Linked DNA regions of Capra hircus: region 2 is linked to region 1. The links are chromatin contacts, called in public Hi-C maps. All regions are on one chromosome and are shown on one strand. The core of a region is the stretch at or near the end of the contact, and the rest is flanking DNA. Distances in the headings are between cores, read along the strand shown. Region 1 overlaps GRK5 (G protein-coupled receptor kinase 5). Region 2 overlaps GRK5 (G protein-coupled receptor kinase 5).

Region 1 (4,066 bases), core at 820-3,319:
TCCTAAATGTGAGAACCGCCCAGCCCAGAGAGGCGGAACTGAAAGCCAAGGATTCGGACGCACTAGGAGCAGCAGCGCTCCAAGGAGGGCTTTGGAACCAGCCAAGGGCCAGTTTGGACCTGAGGCTCATCGTTCACGAGCTGTGTCTACCTGGAGAGCCACTTCGCCTCTCTGAACCGGACTCCTCTACGGTTGGCACAGCCAACCTCCCAGAGACCAGCTTGCCACTGGCACCTGATAACGCAGAGAACGACCTCCCTCCTGCCTGGACTTTACAGAGGTGTGAACAGCGGTGAAAGAGGCAGGGCAGATGGCCATGGATTTTGCCAGAGAAAGTCCAACACGTTTTAAAAGATACAATGTCACCTGAGCTAAGTCTGAGATAGGAATACAATTTCTACAAGAAGAAAAAGAGAAGGTATTCGAAGCCCAGAGGAAACGCATTTTTTTTTCCCCTGGGGCCTTCTAATGACATTTCTAAGTCCTGAAATGAAAGACTTGCAACGAAGAGAAAAAGTAAAAATGGTAATAATAATACACAACATTTTTAAAAGAAGTTAAAAAAAAAGATTTGCAGTGAATTATGACTAGATGGATGGATGTAGCTTTTTGTTCCTTCCTTCCCCTCCTTCCTGCTCTTCAATATAAATTTATTGAGCACTTATTATATGCTGCAGAAAGAACAGATTGGTGAGTAAGACAGACACGGATGTCTCTGGGAGCTGACATCTGACCTGTTGACATCTGACCCTCACAACCACCCAGAGTTGATTTGGTCAAGTTAAGAAGCTTGAATTACACACAGCAGAATCAGATCAAAGGAAACTCCATCAGCCTTCACCACCCCGCCCCTCAACTCCCCTCCTCCCTACCTTTCCCAGAAAACCACCACACCCAGACAAGGGAATGGGTGACCGTCTAAGTGGAGGGCTAAAATAATCAGAGACAACCGACTTTCTGGCTCCCCTGAAACTCCCCAGCTCCTCCTGTAAATAATCATTTAGACTGCAGTACAACCTTTTCCCTTTAAATTATAGCAAGTGGAAAAACAGAGTCCACAGAGGCCCTCAAACTCCTGGGAGAGCTGATTTTGCTCTTGTGGCTTAAGGAAAGGTGAGGGGGCCACAGAGGCCCCAGGCGGGAGTCCCCACCACACCGTCAGACCTGGCTGAAAAGCCAGTCACAGGCTGTGGCAAGCGCATTAAGGCAACACACCTAATATACAAACACACTCTTTTTCCCAAGAGGGTAGATTTTACTTCAAAAGGTTTAAAGCACGTGGGGAACTTGATTAATCAAAGAAATTTATTCACCCAGATTAACTCAGCCTGAAGACTTCAAAATCGCCCTGATGAAATATTAAGGATGGTTGAACTGGCTGAAGGGTACAGGAGCTTCATCATACCATCCTCTCTGTGTCTGAGTACACCTGAAATTTTTCAAAATGAAAAGTTTTAAAATGACAGCTGAAAGGACAACACGATATCTTAAGGCTATAGGATAAATAAAATAAGATATTCACAGTACGGTTAATAAATATAATAACCACTCCCCTCCCCCCAACATGGGAATTCCCTGGTGGCCCTGGGGTTAAGACTCATCATTTTCACTGTTATGGCCTCCGGTTCAGTCCCTGAATGGGGAAGTAAGATCCCACAAGCCATGCAGTAACAATAAAACAAAAAATACACACACAAAACAAAGACAACTGGATTTCTGGGGTGTTTTGCTCTATAAACTACTTCTACCTGCATAGCATCTAATTTCAACTGTAAAATAGGTATCATTAGTCCCATTTTGCAGACAGGACAGTCTTGCCCGAGGGCTTTCTGCCAAGAAGCTTAGGTAAAAACTTGAAGGCGGGAGGAGAAGGGGACAGCAGAGGATGAGGTGGTTGGATGGCATCACCGACTCAACGGACAGGAGTTTGAGTAAACTCTGGGAATTGGTGATGGACAGGGAGGCCTGGCGTGCTGCAGTCCATGGGGTTGCAAAGAGTCAGACACGACTGAGCAACTGAACTGAACTGAAGAACTTGAACTGGGTCCCAGGGCCTGTTACAACGATGGCCTTCATCCCTGGCTCTGGCCCAGCCCTAGCAGCTCCAGGCTCCTCTATTTCTGCCTCAGGGCATGTGGCCTTATCAGTCAGTTACTATTTTTTTAACGCTAAAATATTTTGCCCACCCCTACTCCCTTTCCCAGGCCACCTCATCCTATTCCTGCATCACAGGGCAGGATTTTAAGAACTGAGCCATGCCCCCACCCCAAGCCACAGGGGACTTTCTATTCAGTTGCCCACCAGGGCTTCAGTCCAGCATCCATCTTCCTGGCTGGACCTTGGGGTCAAACTCTTACTGGGCTAGTGGATGGTCCTCAGTATAAAGTACTTCCAGTGGCCAGGAGATGGTGAAGGGCAGGGAAGCCTGGTGTGCTACAGTCCACGGGATCGCAAAGATTCAGACACAACTGAGCGACTGAATAACAACGGTGGCGTAAGTCAAGTCATCCTCACAGAGCGCTTCCCAAGGCCAGCCTGAAACAATCCAGCGCTGACAATCCTTTCAGAAACCTTGTCTGGGCGAGAGACTGGCCACAGATTGATCTCTGCCCGGGGGGTGTGAAGCAGGGGCGGGGGGCGGTGCAGTGGGTGGGTGGGTGGAGAGGCTAGCTCAGGAAGCCCTTTTCTCCCCACCCACCTTCCTCTCACTGCATCTTCAGACCATCCAGGAAACATTTTAAGGGACCGTCTTAACCCCTTTCATTCAAGGCCCATTTGAGAAAACACTAGTGCATTACTGTCCCTGCTTCTGCTCACCCACCCTCCCCCTCGCCAGGCCTGTAATTTCTAGTCTCCCCGCCTACAGGTCACCTCCAAGCCTGAGGGGCCCTAAGTGCGTCAGCCACTGCTGACCCCATGATGTATGTATGCGTTTGATGACTTCACTCCTGACACCAGCCCATAGACATCTTCTATTTGTATACTCAGAACTTCTGTTATGTCTGAAACCTCATAACCTTTCCCGAAGAACACATCGTACCTGTTCTAAGCTCCGGGGAGTTTTGCAACGGCCTTCGGCCAAAAGCAACACAGCTCAGAGCCAGATCCCCACGCAGACGAGCAAAGCCTCCCCGCAGCACGGGGCTAGGAGCTCCGGGTGTCTGCCCTCCACACAGCCGTGCCCAGGCCCCATCCCAGACAGCAGGAGAAATGCTCCTTCTTCAGGGACAGCCCTGAGGGGGACATCCCTTTTCGAGGCCGCAGCTTTTGCCTGGCACACACAACTGGGGAGATCTAGCAGGCGCCTTCTAGAACCCAGCACACACGCTCAGGCCTGCCATGCCTTCTCTGTTATTCCCTTTGATCACTTACTCATGCTTCCTCAGCTCCAGATGACAACTCCCAATATTCACTCATTGACCAGCAGAGCAATCCAGAGCTACAACAACCAACACAGAAACCACCAGAGGCGGGTAGCTACTGAGCACCCAATATGCGGCCGCTCCAAACTCCGACCTTAAAATACATATTGGATTTTGAACACTCGGCATGAATCAAACCGGCCAGATATCTTACTAGGAATATTTATACAGATGACATGTTAACACTAATCTTGTGCATATAGTGGACTGAATAAAATATTAAAGTAATTTCAGATATTTCTCTCTTACTTTTTTTTCTTTTACTTTTTTTTAATGGGACTAGACATTTTCAGTTTCATAGGAGGCTCAATTGAATTTCCTACTGGCCGGCGCTGGTCTAGACAGTGACTGTGAGCCACTACCTGGGTCCAAACCTCAGCTCCATTTATTAGCTATTTGCTGTTGGGCAGGTTTCTTTCCCCATCTGCACTTCAGCTTTCCCACCTGCACACAGGGGATAAAAGTACCTAACTGCCCAGAGTTGGGGGAGGCTTCAATGAAATCACATAGACTTGTGGTGACCACAGTTGCTGACATTCAATAAATATTGGCTGCTATGCTTCATTCAACAAAGACTTACTGACCTCCTGGCATGCCAGGCTCCATACTAAGACCTGGGGGCACAAAGATTAACCTTAAAACAT
Region 2 (4,066 bases), core at 451-2,950, 52 kb after region 1:
TAACCAGTGCTGCCAAAGCAGAACCAGGACTCGGTGGGTCAGCACTGCACCAGGCATTTCTGGGCTTGAACAGCAGACTTACCATTACCAGTTGACCATTACCATTTGGTGAGGCCAGAGAGATACAAGGAGAGAAAAATCCCTTGTCCTTGCTCTCAAGGAGTTTGCTGTTCAGTGGGTGAAGCAAAAAGCCTACCTAATATATGTATTTTTAAAATCCAGCTTGACAGAGGGTATGAGTTCCCCAATACTAAAAGATGTGAGCAGAGGGGAGAAACCTACTGCGAGGGAAACAGCAGAGGGTCCTATCTAGGGAGCCAGATTGGAGCTGAGTCTCCAAGATCATCTCTGAAGAAAGTCAGAAAACTTTTACTTTTTAATTATTTTTTACTGAAGTATAATTGTTTACGTTGTTATGTTAGTCTCCGCTGTACAACGAAGTGCATCAGCCATGTGTATACATATATGGTGGCTCAGACGGTAACGCGTCTGTCTACAATGCGGGAGACCTGGGTTCGATCCCTGAGTCGGGAAGATTCCCTGGAGAAGGAAATGGCAACCCACTCCAGTACTCTTGCCTAGAAACTCCCATGGACAGGAGCCTGTGCAGGCTCCTGTCCATGGGATCACAAAGAGTTGGACACGACTGAGGGACTTCACTCACTCCCTCCTGGAAGTCCCTCCCATCCCACCCCTCTAGGTCATCAAAGGGCACTGAGCTGAGCTTCCTGCGCTTTATTGCTCTAAATTTTACACATGATACCGTATAGATGTCAATCCCAGTCTCCCAATTCACCCCACCCTCCCGTTCCCTGCCTATATCTGCACTTCAGTTCTCTGTGTCTGGTCTTTATTCCTGCCCTGGAACTAGGTTCACCTGTACCCTTTCTCCAGATTCCACATACGTGCATTAATATACGATATTTGTTTTCTCTTTCTGACTTACTTCACTTTGTATTACAGGCTCTAAGGCCCATCAGGGTGGTAGTCCTCACACCTGGCTGATCCTCGGGAGTTTCGAAAATACAGCTTCTCAGGTGCTTCCCATGAGCTTCTGATTCAGAATATCGTGGGCAGACCTTGATGTTATGGGTTACATTGTGTCTGCTCCCCCGTCCTTCCAAAAAAGATATGTGGAAGCCATAACCCTCAGAATGTGACCCTTTTGGAAACAGGGTCTTTATAGAGGTAATTAGGTTAAAATGAGATCACTAGGGTGGCCCTCGAGTAAGACTGATGTCAATAAAAATTAACTAAAAAATATATATAATCAGCGTGTTTTAAAAAAAAGTAAGGCTGGTGCCCTTATAGAAGGGAGAAGTTTGGACCCAGAGACAGACAAGTACAGAGTGAAAACCGCCTGAAGAGACACAGTCAGAGGCAGACCGTCATCTACAAGCTTAGGAACGCTGGAGGCTACCAGAAGCGAGGTCTGGAAAATATCTTTCCCCAGCACCTTCCGAGGGCACGTGGCCTGCCCACAACTTGATTTTGGCCTCCAGAACTGTGAGACAATAAACTTCTGTGGTTCTAAGCCGCCCATGTTGTGGTCCTTCGCAGCCCTGAGTGGCCCTGGGGAGTTCATGCCGCCTGGGAATCAGTATTAAGAGTCCAACTGCCGTGGAGGAGCATCCTCGGGTCCTACTCTGAAGGCTGCTTCCATGCTGGCCCTGCCCTGGGTGCCCACGGGGCTTCCTTTGGTCCTGAGGCCCTTCCTCTGGGGAAGGGAGGAGCGGGCTCTGGTGGCGGAGCTCCTTCCTGCAGACGACCGGGAGCCCACGGCCCTGTGAAGACATCATGCAATTAAGGGACAGCCTTTCTTCTTCCCCTGTGGCTTCCAGGCGCGGTGAGCCCCGAGGCAGATGAGCCAATATATCCGCAAATGCTTCCTGGAAGAAAATGCCACTCTCTCCTCCAACTGCTACAAAAATACTGAGGACCCAGGACCTTGGACTTTGCTCTGGAGCCAAGCTTATCTCAGGAGATACACTAGGGTGGGCAGGGCCAGGACTTGTTCTCTTCTGTACTGTTTTTATTTGCGCCCTGGAGTCTCAAGGTGGGACCCACAGAACCCTCACCCAGGTAAATCATATGCAAACCTGCAGTCAAAACAGTTACCCATGGCAGAACCTGCAGGAGTCCACAGAGGAGAAAGCCCTACCGGCTAAGTGACAGGAGGCAAAGGACAATATGTGGAGCCAACAGCAGCACCTTTGAAAGAATTAGGAAATGGTGCCCCCCTTCCCCAAAATACAGTTATAAATCTACTTCCTCTGAGCAACGAACTCTGAACCTCAAGTTCAGATGCCTCCCTAGAGTTACTCAACATACAACAAACATGGAAGTCCTTAAAGACGGGGAAAGATGCAGTGAGCTAGCACCAAGAGGAATGAGAAGAAGTGGGTCCTTGCTGTGTGACTTTGGAAAATCACATCACCTCTCTGAGCTTGCTTTTTCTCAACCTGAGATAACAATAATAATGGCTGCCAAATCTGGCTGGTGGGGATGAGCCAAGGAGAGAAATACATGAGAATTCCCTGGCAGACCAGTGGTTAGGACTCCTCAATTCCACTGCCAGGGGCCCGGGTTTGATTTCTGGTTGGAATACCAAGATCCCACAAGCCTCGCAATGAGGCCAAGAAAAAAAGAGCAAAAGAAATATGGGCCCTTATCTGAGCCTGTGTTCCCTGCTGATTCACACATGCAAAACCCAGGAGCAATTACGAAGTTGTTGCCAAGTCAGTCTTTGCCCGAACTTATTTCCCTAACTGAGGCTTTGAATGCCGTAGAAAACATGACTGAACACTCACACGGGGGCGTTAAACCCTAAAGGTTTCAAAAATGTCGCATCACATGTCCTCATGTTTCTTCCTCATTATAAACTGTGCTCTGTACCTCCCTAGGGTCACTTAACTCCATTTCAGAAATTATCAGTATTCTTCCCAAAGAGGGGGGTGAAGAATGGGGTGGCGGGAGACCCTATGAGACAGTGACCACCACGTGCTAGGCAACTAAGTGTCTAAGTATATAATGTTATCCAGTGAGGAGAATAGTCCCACACTGTTTACAATATATTGAAAAATTGGAAAACCTAAACTGTTGAAAATTTAGGGAAACCTAAATTGTTTGTTGTTCGGTTGCTAAGTCGTGTCCAACTCTTTGACTCCATGGGCTGCAGCACGCCAGGCTTCCCTGTCCTTCACTATTTCCCGGAGTTTGCTCAAACTCATGTCCATTGAGTCAGTGATGCCATCCAACCATCTCATCCTCTGTCGTCCCTTTCTCCTCCTGCCCTCAATCTTTCCCAGCATCAGGGTCTTTTCCAGTGCCTTCTTTATGGTAAATGTCTTGGTTAAATACATCATTTAAACTACTTCAAAACAATCAAAGACACAGACCCGTTTACAACCAGATAACCCCTAAGGGTCTGTTAGAAAACACCCAGCATTCCATTGAAACGACACTCCAGAGTCTTTCACAATTTTTCCTTACACCCTTCCATCTCATGGGAAACTATAAACACAGATATGGGAAGGCACTACAACTTACTGTTGACTGAAAACAGCTGCAGAAGCACGTGTATACCCAGATCCCATTGGTGTCAAACGTATCTGTATGTTCATACATGCATACACATAGAGATCGGGGGAAATGCCCACCTTAATGCTGACAGTAACTATCTCTGAGGGGCAGGACAGTTTAGCAGGGGCACATGGGAGGAGGGAGATTTTTACTTCCTTCTTGATGTTTTTTGCGTTGTTCTTTGCATTTTCTTTAGAAAGCAAGTACTGTCTGTGCAGGAGCTTCCCAGGCAGCTCACTGGTAAAGAACCCACCTGCAAGGCAGGAGACACGGGTTCCATCCCTGAGTCGGGAAGATCCCCTGGAGTAGGAAATGGCAACCTGCTCCAGTATCCTTGCCTGGAAAATTCCATGGACAGAGGAGCCTGACTGAGTACAGTCCATGGGGTCATAAAGAGTCAGAGACGACAGTGCAACTAAGCACACACACACACACACACACACACACACACACACACACACACACACACACACAGCATACAGTG

The links. Hi-C and Micro-C count contacts between places; a contact is called where the count stands out from the background.
Region 2: a contact with region 1 is called in a Hi-C map of blood, with 2.0 times the contacts expected there. The contact joins two enhancer-like sites. A contact is called at or near these places in 2 of 5 Hi-C or Micro-C datasets (both in blood).

What each region holds. Positions count from the first base shown.
Region 1 is chr26:12,560,227-12,564,292 of ARS1.2, forward strand. All of the region lies in intron 1 of GRK5 (G protein-coupled receptor kinase 5), which reads right to left. Among named protein-coding and RNA genes, the nearest start is that of GRK5, 66 kb to the right of the region's middle. Within about 2 kb of position 2,070, at least 3 of the 5 cell types and tissues checked have an H3K27ac peak or open chromatin away from gene starts, as enhancers often do.
Region 2 is chr26:12,612,276-12,616,341 of ARS1.2, forward strand. All of the region lies in intron 1 of GRK5 (G protein-coupled receptor kinase 5), which reads right to left. Among named protein-coding and RNA genes, the nearest start is that of GRK5, 14 kb to the right of the region's middle. Within about 2 kb of position 1,701, at least 1 of the 5 cell types and tissues checked has an H3K27ac peak or open chromatin away from gene starts, as enhancers often do.